Linked DNA regions of Bombyx mori: region 2 is linked to region 1. Evidence: chromatin contacts called from public Hi-C data. All regions are on one chromosome and are shown on one strand. Each heading gives the region's core, a stretch centred on a gene start, on an enhancer-like site or on the middle of the called end of the contact. The rest is flanking DNA. Distances are from core to core; before and after follow the strand shown. Region 1 overlaps LOC101735576. Region 2 holds the start of LOC101735576.

Region 1 (4,263 bases), core at 1,037-3,536:
CTCAATATTAAATTTCGGGATGTTAAATATCTCTTGTTTTGCCTAAAGCGAGTCATTTTGATTTAAACAACAAACATGAATCTATTCCAAGTTTATCATCGCAAGAGGGAGGTTTGTATTTGTACACATTTGATAATTCGATTAAAACACAAATGATTTTGATTTTTATGAATTCTAGGTAGATATATATTACGTTAAATCAAATAAATAATGTCGAAGTGACTATTCGGATATATAGTGTTGATTTTATCCGCACAAAAACCACAATACCCGTGAGAGGACAATCCAGAGATCCAACATTCAAATATTAAGTTGAAAACAAACATTAGTCCTAAATAAACGTATGGTTTCCTTCTATTGTTGCGAACAGATAACGGAGAACAATGAAACAGCTATAAAAACTATTTGATTAAATCATTTCGATAAAAGCCGTGAATAAAAAAAAACTGAACGATGTTTTCGTTGCGAGCTTAAAGTGTGTTTGGAAATGAATTCACCTATTTAACTTTTTATATTTTTTTTTATTGCTTAAAATTGTGGACGAGCTCACAGCCCACCTGGTGTTAAGTGGTCACTGGAGCCCATAAACATCTACAACGTAAATGCGCTACACACCTTGAGATATAGTTCTAAGATCTCAGTATAGTCACAACGGCTGCCCCACCCTTCAAACCGAAACGCATTACTGCTTCACGGCAGAAATAGGCGGGGCGGTGGTACCTACCCGTGCGGACTCACAAGAGGTCCTACCACCAGTAACTTGATAAATAAAGTTCTTTACAGCATTAGATTATACTAGGTATCGCAGACGGATGAAACATGGATTACTGGAACTGGAGAGAGGCGAAAAAGGACGTCGGTATTTGTAGACTGTTTATGATTCAATAAAAGAAAAAAATAATAATAGTTTAAAAAAACTAATAACGTTTCTCTAATGTTAATGTACTCATATATGTTCATAAAATATTTATAACTACTGATACCATGCACCCCACGGTTTTTTTTACAATAAAATCATTTTTTCTATTTTTAATACAAATTTACTAAACTTATTGTCTGTTTTTAGTTGGATTTTCTATAAAAGCGTATGTCGTTAGTTTTTTTTTAAATATTATTTATTTTTCATTGTTTAGTCGAATTTCAATTTTTTAAATTTTTTTTTAAATATTGAACTTTCATCGGTCCTTAATAAGTATACCAAATTTCGAGTTAATCCGCCGTTTTGAAGGAGGTCAAAATCATGTTCAAAGATTCCGTTACATACATACGTCTGAAGCTAATAAAAGCGTATTAAAAATCAAGGTTGCTTAAATACCACATAAAGGTGTACAGTACAGAGTCATCCTGTATGTACATAAAGGCGTACATACAGGGCCTCTCTATCAATAGTGAAAGAGCTAATAAGAAGACGAAGGAGAAACGAAAAACTGGTCGTCATCAATTGGTTACCCGAACACATACACTTCGATAACGTAACTGCTGGCTTGAGACGTAAGTTCTAGGTCTTCAACAGTAGAACGGGTGTCCCGACCTTTAAGCCGAAAAGCATTATTTTTCGCGGCAGATATAGGCGGGGTAGTGGTACCTACCCGTGCGGACCCACAGGAGGTCCTACCACCAGTAATTACGCAAATTATATTTTTGCGGATTTGATTTTTATAACACGACGTTATTCCTTCACTGTAGAAGTCAATCGTAAACATTTGTTAAATACGGATTCCATTAGAAAAATTGGTACCCGCCTGCGGGATTCGAACACCGTTGCATCGCTAGATACGAATGCACCGGACGTCTTATCCTTTAGGCCAGGACGACTTCAATACTTGCATGGTGTAGTCCACTAAAGACGTAAAGTGTAATCTACTTGCGTGGACTACATTTTAAGTCCCGGGGAGAGTCGTAGGATGAAAGACCACCTATATCCTTCCCACGGCTTGAACGATTTCCCAATTCATACCGAATCTCGTTAAAATCAATTTGGCCGTGATAACGTAACAGAGAGATGTATTTAAGCTACACAAATGCATACCTACAGATACTGAGATAAATACATAATAGTCGTTAGCTCGTTTTTTCAAAGTAGTACCACTTCCGGGACTTTTGATGACCATTAACTGACTATTTATTTATTTATTTATTTATTCTTTCGTGTAGATAAATTTGAGATAGAATTAAATTTCTTTGAATTATATATTATTATACATATGTATATAAACTATGATTATGTAAAGGTCATACGCGATCACGTCATCTTGATTAGTCACACGAACGGAGGCGCTCACGTCCTTGCGTCACGACAATATGCGGGCTAGTGATGTACTATGTAAATTATCGATTCTCTATATCCACGATTGATGCGATAAATGTTAATTAGGTAGGGAGCAGTTTCGCTGAGCTCTTGGAATTGATGATGATTATCGATGACAGTAATCAGGTCTTACCAGGTAGGTCGTATGCCAATTTAATATACTTATTATCCTTGGTAATGTTTTCAGTATTCGCCCGTGTATTCAGAGTTGTGTCTTTAGAGTTCAACGAGTTACTAATCAATAAACACGAGCCACTGAGTTTCTCGCCGGATTTTCTCAGTGGGTCGAGATTCTGGCAGTAGGTTCAGAGAAGCACTGCTCTTGATAGGGCCAGTGTGAGCCATTCCTTCAGGTTGAGCCCGCGAGTTACTCTACCGGTCTGCGCGTAGTTGGAATAGCTCCTTAGGTTAGCAATGATTAAGTGGTTAAGCCCACCTGGTGTTAAGCAGTGGAGCCCATAGACATCTACAACTTAATTGCGCCACCCACCTTGATTATATCTCAAGGTGGGTGGCGTGGTTTAATCATTCCGATGTTTTAATATATCTTCAAACGGCAAACTATAGCCAACGGTTTCTATATACTTGGGTAACCAACTATCAGCAGATGGGCTCATAAATGATTTCCATTAAAAAATCGATTCAGTTACGATTCATAACAAAAAAAACAAATTTGCATTATATCGATAACGAAATATCGATAGGTACATTCCGCAACGCTAGAGCCTCGTGACTGTGAACGTAAATGTATCGATAAATTCTCAAGCTCCACCCTACGATTCACTAGCTTCCTGAATGAATAATATTATATAAATTGTTTAATATATAACTATTTAGTTTGTACAGTTATATATTTTTTTAAATTAAGAAGATGGAAGGATGGTGGAAGTTAATCGTGAACATTTGTTGAGTACGTATTTCATTAGAAAAATTGGTACCCGCCTGCGGGATTCGAACACCGGTGCATCGCTTCAACACGAATGCACCGGACGTCTTATCCTTTAGGCCACGACGACTATTATTTGTCAATTTTTGTCAATAACATCTTAAAAACAAAGTATGTCCAATTAAAATTCTTATCCTTAAAGTAGAATAATTTATATAGGTATCTATACATATAAAAAAGAATTGCTGTTCGTTAGTCTCGCTAAAACTCGACAACGGCTGAACCGATTTAGCTAATTTTGGTCTTGAATTATTTGTAGAAGTCCAGAGAAGGTTTAAAAGGTAGATAAATATCAAAATTCCTTTTGTTTGTTTTAAGTTTATTTTATACAAAAGTTTAGGTCTTTTATTTATCGACTGAGGCACTACGAAGTCTGCCGGGTCAGCTAGTCTCAAATAAAAATTGTTAGTAAAAACAGTAAAAAAAAATTATCATCATCAAAATCCTCAATGAATGTTTTAAAGCGCACTCATAAAGATACATCGACTTGTCGCTTCCTTCTCAACCTGTCGAATTGTTGATTCACAGCACGCGTTTCCGATCCGGAAGATATTACGCAATGTTTTACTGGTAGTGGGACCTATTGTGAGTCCGCGCGGGTAGGTACCACCGCCCTGCCTATTTCTGCCGTGAAGCAGTAATGCGTTTCGGTTTGAAAGGTGGGGCAGCCGTTGTAACTATACTTGAGACCTTAGAATTTAAATCTCAAGATGGGTGGCGCATTTACGTCGTAGATGTCTATGGGCTCCAGTAACCACTTAACACCAGGTGGGCTGTGAGCTCGTCCACCAATCTAACAATAAATAAAAAAAAATTACAACGACTTGTCCGACGAAGGGAATTCTTCAAAATCGTTCGAGCGAAGAATGTGATCAAGACGGCTTTGGGGCGGTTTTGCTTCTAGCGTTACCGATTTTGTAATGGCCGATTCCAATCAGTTTACTCTAGTTTGTCTTTGAGGGTAGTTAGAAGAATGTAAAGATTGTGTAATTAATTTTGTATTTAGATA
Region 2 (4,263 bases), core at 916-3,415, 59 kb after region 1:
AAGCTCATAATTACGGGCCGAATAGAAGGCAAGCGCGCCGTGGGCATAACACCAGCCAGATGGTCAGATCTGGCAAGAGAAGCACTCGGTGGTAGTCTGTACCATGCAGTCCATGCCACCCATGACCGAACACAGTGGAAGTACGTCGCATGTGGTCGCGATCGTCAGTAGTGAGGGAACGATATAGAAGAAGACTTAATACATAATATATACGAATGATTTCGGCGACTGAGGGATACCGTTGTGTAATAAAAGTTGAACCGTTAAAAATGATAATTGGCGTAATTTTTGGTGGTATAACGTCTTGGAAGCCCGCACGATAACGTTTTTATATTATTGCTGAGGTGGGTGGACGAGCTCACAGCCCACCTGGTGTTAAGGGGTTACTAGAGCCCATAGACATCTACAACGTAACTGCGCCACCCACCTTGAGCTATAAGTTCTAAGGTCTCAGTATAGTTACAACGGCTACCCCACCCTTCAAACTGAATTACTGCTTCACGGCAGAAATAGGCGGGGCGCTGGTATCTACCCGCGCGGACTCACAAGAGGCGGACTCACCAGAAATAGGCGGGGTAACATAACCCCGTCTTTTTGTGCCGTGGAGCAGTAATGCGTTTCGGTTTGAAGGGTTTTTTGTGAGTGACGGATCACTGGCGGTCCGGAGGCTTTCCAATTTCACTAAGACAGGTGGGCAAGCAAAAGCTCAGCCCCAAGGGAGTTTGAAGGCTGGAGTAGTCGATGTATTACAAAACCGTTTTTTAGAACCCATGATTCGTGGTGGATGGTGGCATTTACATTGTCTATGTCTAGGGGCTCCGGTAAACACTTAATATCGGGTGGGCCGTGAGCTCATTCACCTGTCTGAGCAATAGAAATGATAAAGCTCTAGTATTAAGTGATCATCGAGTCAACGATCAACCCATTTTGAATCATCAGGTTGAAACTCTCGATTGTGCTAACGACTCTACCACCCTACGGAATGCGTGCGGCAGTAATGGCGATACGAATCCTTTTACCCTTCAATCAAATTTATACATAATAATAATAATAATAGAAGCTTTAATGATAATCTATTTTTAATTGCCTTTGTAGGCAGACGAGCGTACGGCCCAACTGATGGTAAGTGGTTACCGTCGCCCATGGACTTCAGCAATGCCAGGAGCAGAGCCAAGCCGCTGCCTACCTACTAATCTCTTTGAAGACTTATAGAGCCTATTTTCGATGTGAACTTAGTCGAAACGATTTTTGGGTAATAATCAATTCAGGGTAGTACCATTTCTTCTGTTAATGTTGCCAAAAAATACACTATTCAACAATGGCCCTAATAGTTTAAGCGCATTCCTAATATCTCTACAGTTTGAAGTATAAGTCGAAATAGATATTGGTAACAATCCATTCAGGGTAGTACCATTGCTTCTGTTAATGTTGCCAAAAAATACACTATTCAACAATGGCCCTAATAGTTTAAGCGCATTTCTAATATCTCTACACTTTGAATTTTAAGTCGAAATAATTATTGGTAACATTCAATTCAGAGTAGTACCACTACTTCTGTTAATGTTGCCAAAAAATACACTATTCAACAATGGCCCTAATAGTTTAAGCGCATTCCTAATATATCTACAGTTTGAAGTTCAACTACGTATTTTTTCATTTGCTCACTGTCCAAGGTCGTCTCATGATTATAGTATTGGACACTTCCTTGACGTTCAAATGTGTTAGTTAAGTAATGTATTTTAGTTCGAATAAAAACGCTCACCTGTTTTTAAGTTTAAATCCTGAGCTTTAAAGAAGCCGTCGTGCTTTGGACACATAAAAACACAGGACACACAGTGCTTGCACACTAAAACCACATTTCGTTGGGCACAAGAAGAATAAACATAATCAGTGTCAGTTTTTTGTTTTGTATACGGAAAAACCGAACTAGAGATTTTGTTATGAGACGTTTTTGGGTTCGTTTTTTTTTTCGATAGCGTTCGTTTTGGCTCGCATAGCGACCACGCGTTCTGACGTCGGATTTGTACTGGTTAAGTTGAGGAGTGTGCGCGGGCGCAAACTGCCCGTACCTGTCGACGTTAGTTCACGAACAAAATGACCTAAGCACGCAGTAACATGCAAACAAGTTACGCCTCTATCTCTCGGCGTGAGAGGCGGTTTTGGTCTACAGATGATTATTAAAATATCGGAATATGTTGTGCTCGTCAGAACTGAAAAGGCTTTAGTGTATTGTGTTCGGTAAAGGATAAACGATTTTGTTGTTTCGTATTTATGGTCGATTTATTTGTTTATTGAGTAAATTATTTTAAACTTATTATTGGAATACTGAAGGATACGAAACTCAAAAGGCGTGAGTAAACAAATTAGGGCATAGAAAAATAGCTTATGCGTTTCGAGAAATAGGGTTAGTTTTCGTTCACCTTAACATTGTTTGCGAGTCGAATCTATTAAAATATTATTGGAATAACCGATACCTTGGTTTCTACACATTATTTGGCTTGGTATGTTTATCTGTTAGTCACAATATTACAGATAAGTAAGTATTTGTTGTAACACAGGTAAGTAAACTTTAAAGTGTAACAATTGATTTGCAATTGTAATGTAATTAAAATTGGCCGCTTTATTGCTTAGAACTATTTCTTCCAGGCAGCCCGGAAAGGGGCAATTGCACAGGATAAATAATATTTTAAAATTAATTTGAAGTAATAATAAAAAAAAACAATTAGCGATGAAGAAATATATCGTGTAATCGTAAAAATCAATCTAAATGCATCAAGGACTATGACAAGGACATTCTAGGACAAAGAAAAGGACATTCTAACCGGTATGGTATTAACTCGGATCAGTTCGCTACTTAAGACTTTTTTCTTAAAGTTAAACTACATATTATTTACGAGTATATGTTATTGTTATTATTTTGCGGATCCGTGTTTGAGATCTCAGTTGGGCGATCATCTAAAAATGCAATTGAGCTTTAAAGTTCACACGTACTAAGCTCAGACGGGAGGGTGGGATTGGCTAACAGCTACCCGAGCGCCTCCGAAGGAGATTTAACAACTCAAAGGCAGCTGCTTCACGAACGCATCTACTACCGGATCAGAATCGCGATCATCACGTCCTTACAGATCCATCAGATCCAATAACCTTTGCATTAGACGCCTTCAGCTCTAACACTAGGAGCAGGCTTAGGGACCCCGGTAACTGTACTCGTCGAACTCGACAAAGAGGTCGACGTGCAACCTAACCCATGCATCAGCCCGCTGAGTTTCTCGCCGGATCTTCTCAGCGGGTCGCGATTCCGATCCGGTAGTAGATTCATTCGCGAAGCAGCCGCTCTTGAGTTGTTAGGTCTCCTTCGGAGGCACTCGGGCGGTTGTTAGCAAATCCCATCCCTCCTGGCTGAGCCTTTGCTCGCCCACCTGTCCTGGTGAAACTGGAAAGGCCTACGAGCCAACAGTAATCTTTCAATCCTAAAAAAAATCGCGATCGTCTGAGGAAGCTTTCATTAGACAATCGCTAAAAAGCCGCGTGCTTTTGAAATTTTACTCCATGCAATAACTAGCTAGCTATACTGAACTTATTTTAGTTTTAATGATTTTGTTATGCATACGTTTGAGTTGTGATAATGAAAACTAATTTTAAGCTATAACGTCATTCTTTCAAACTAGACTTATATACAGTTTTTTTGGTGGCACCAAACTGATATGAGCTTGTGATATTTATAGGTCACTTAAGACCGTGTGGGTAGTGACCATTGTCTGTTTATCTACAACAACAACAGAGTGGTGTAGCAACAAAATGTACAACAAACAATATTCAGATTCGTTTTAATTTCGAACGAATCCGCAGGATGAGTCTAGTGGAACGCAGAAAACGGAGATGATGTCAGCATAGGGTTTATCATCGATTGTGGCTAACGGAATGTCTTGAGGTTTTTTTTGTAACCTTCGAAGGTTGAGCATACGTCCCGATCGATGGTGAGTTGTCGCCGTTTTCTCAAATCAATAAAACATCAAATAAAATGCATGTGGCTACACAATTGGTATTCGTATGCAATTTGTGGTTGCCTCAGCGTTTATTAGCCCCAAATGACGTCATTTGGAATTTTAATTTTAGAGGGTGCCTTATTAGGGGCAGCGTTGGAAGACTACAAGAGTTTATTGTGGAACACTCTAGGCTATTCGTCCCTATCTGCCGTCGAGTGTTCAAGTTGTTCTCCTAATTACCGTCATCCGTTCTGGTAATGTGTGTGGCCAGAGTATT

What was found. Hi-C and Micro-C count contacts between places; a contact is called where the count stands out from the background.
Region 2: a contact with region 1 is called in a Hi-C map of middle silk gland, with 2.2 times the contacts expected there. The contact joins the promoter of LOC101735576 here to the enhancer-like site in region 1. A contact is called at or near these places in 2 of 7 Hi-C or Micro-C datasets (middle silk gland and whole pupa).

Annotation. Positions count from the first base shown.
Region 1 is chr2:4,272,770-4,277,032 of ASM3026992v2, forward strand. All of the region lies in intron 4 of LOC101735576, which reads right to left. Among protein-coding and RNA genes, the nearest start is that of LOC101746269, 51 kb to the left of the region's middle. Within about 2 kb of position 2,287, at least 4 of the 8 cell types and tissues checked have open chromatin away from gene starts, as enhancers often do.
Region 2 is chr2:4,332,264-4,336,526 of ASM3026992v2, forward strand. It overlaps LOC101735576, which reads right to left and starts at 2,166. Exons shown (of 10, transcript XM_038015434.2): 1 at 1,763-2,166.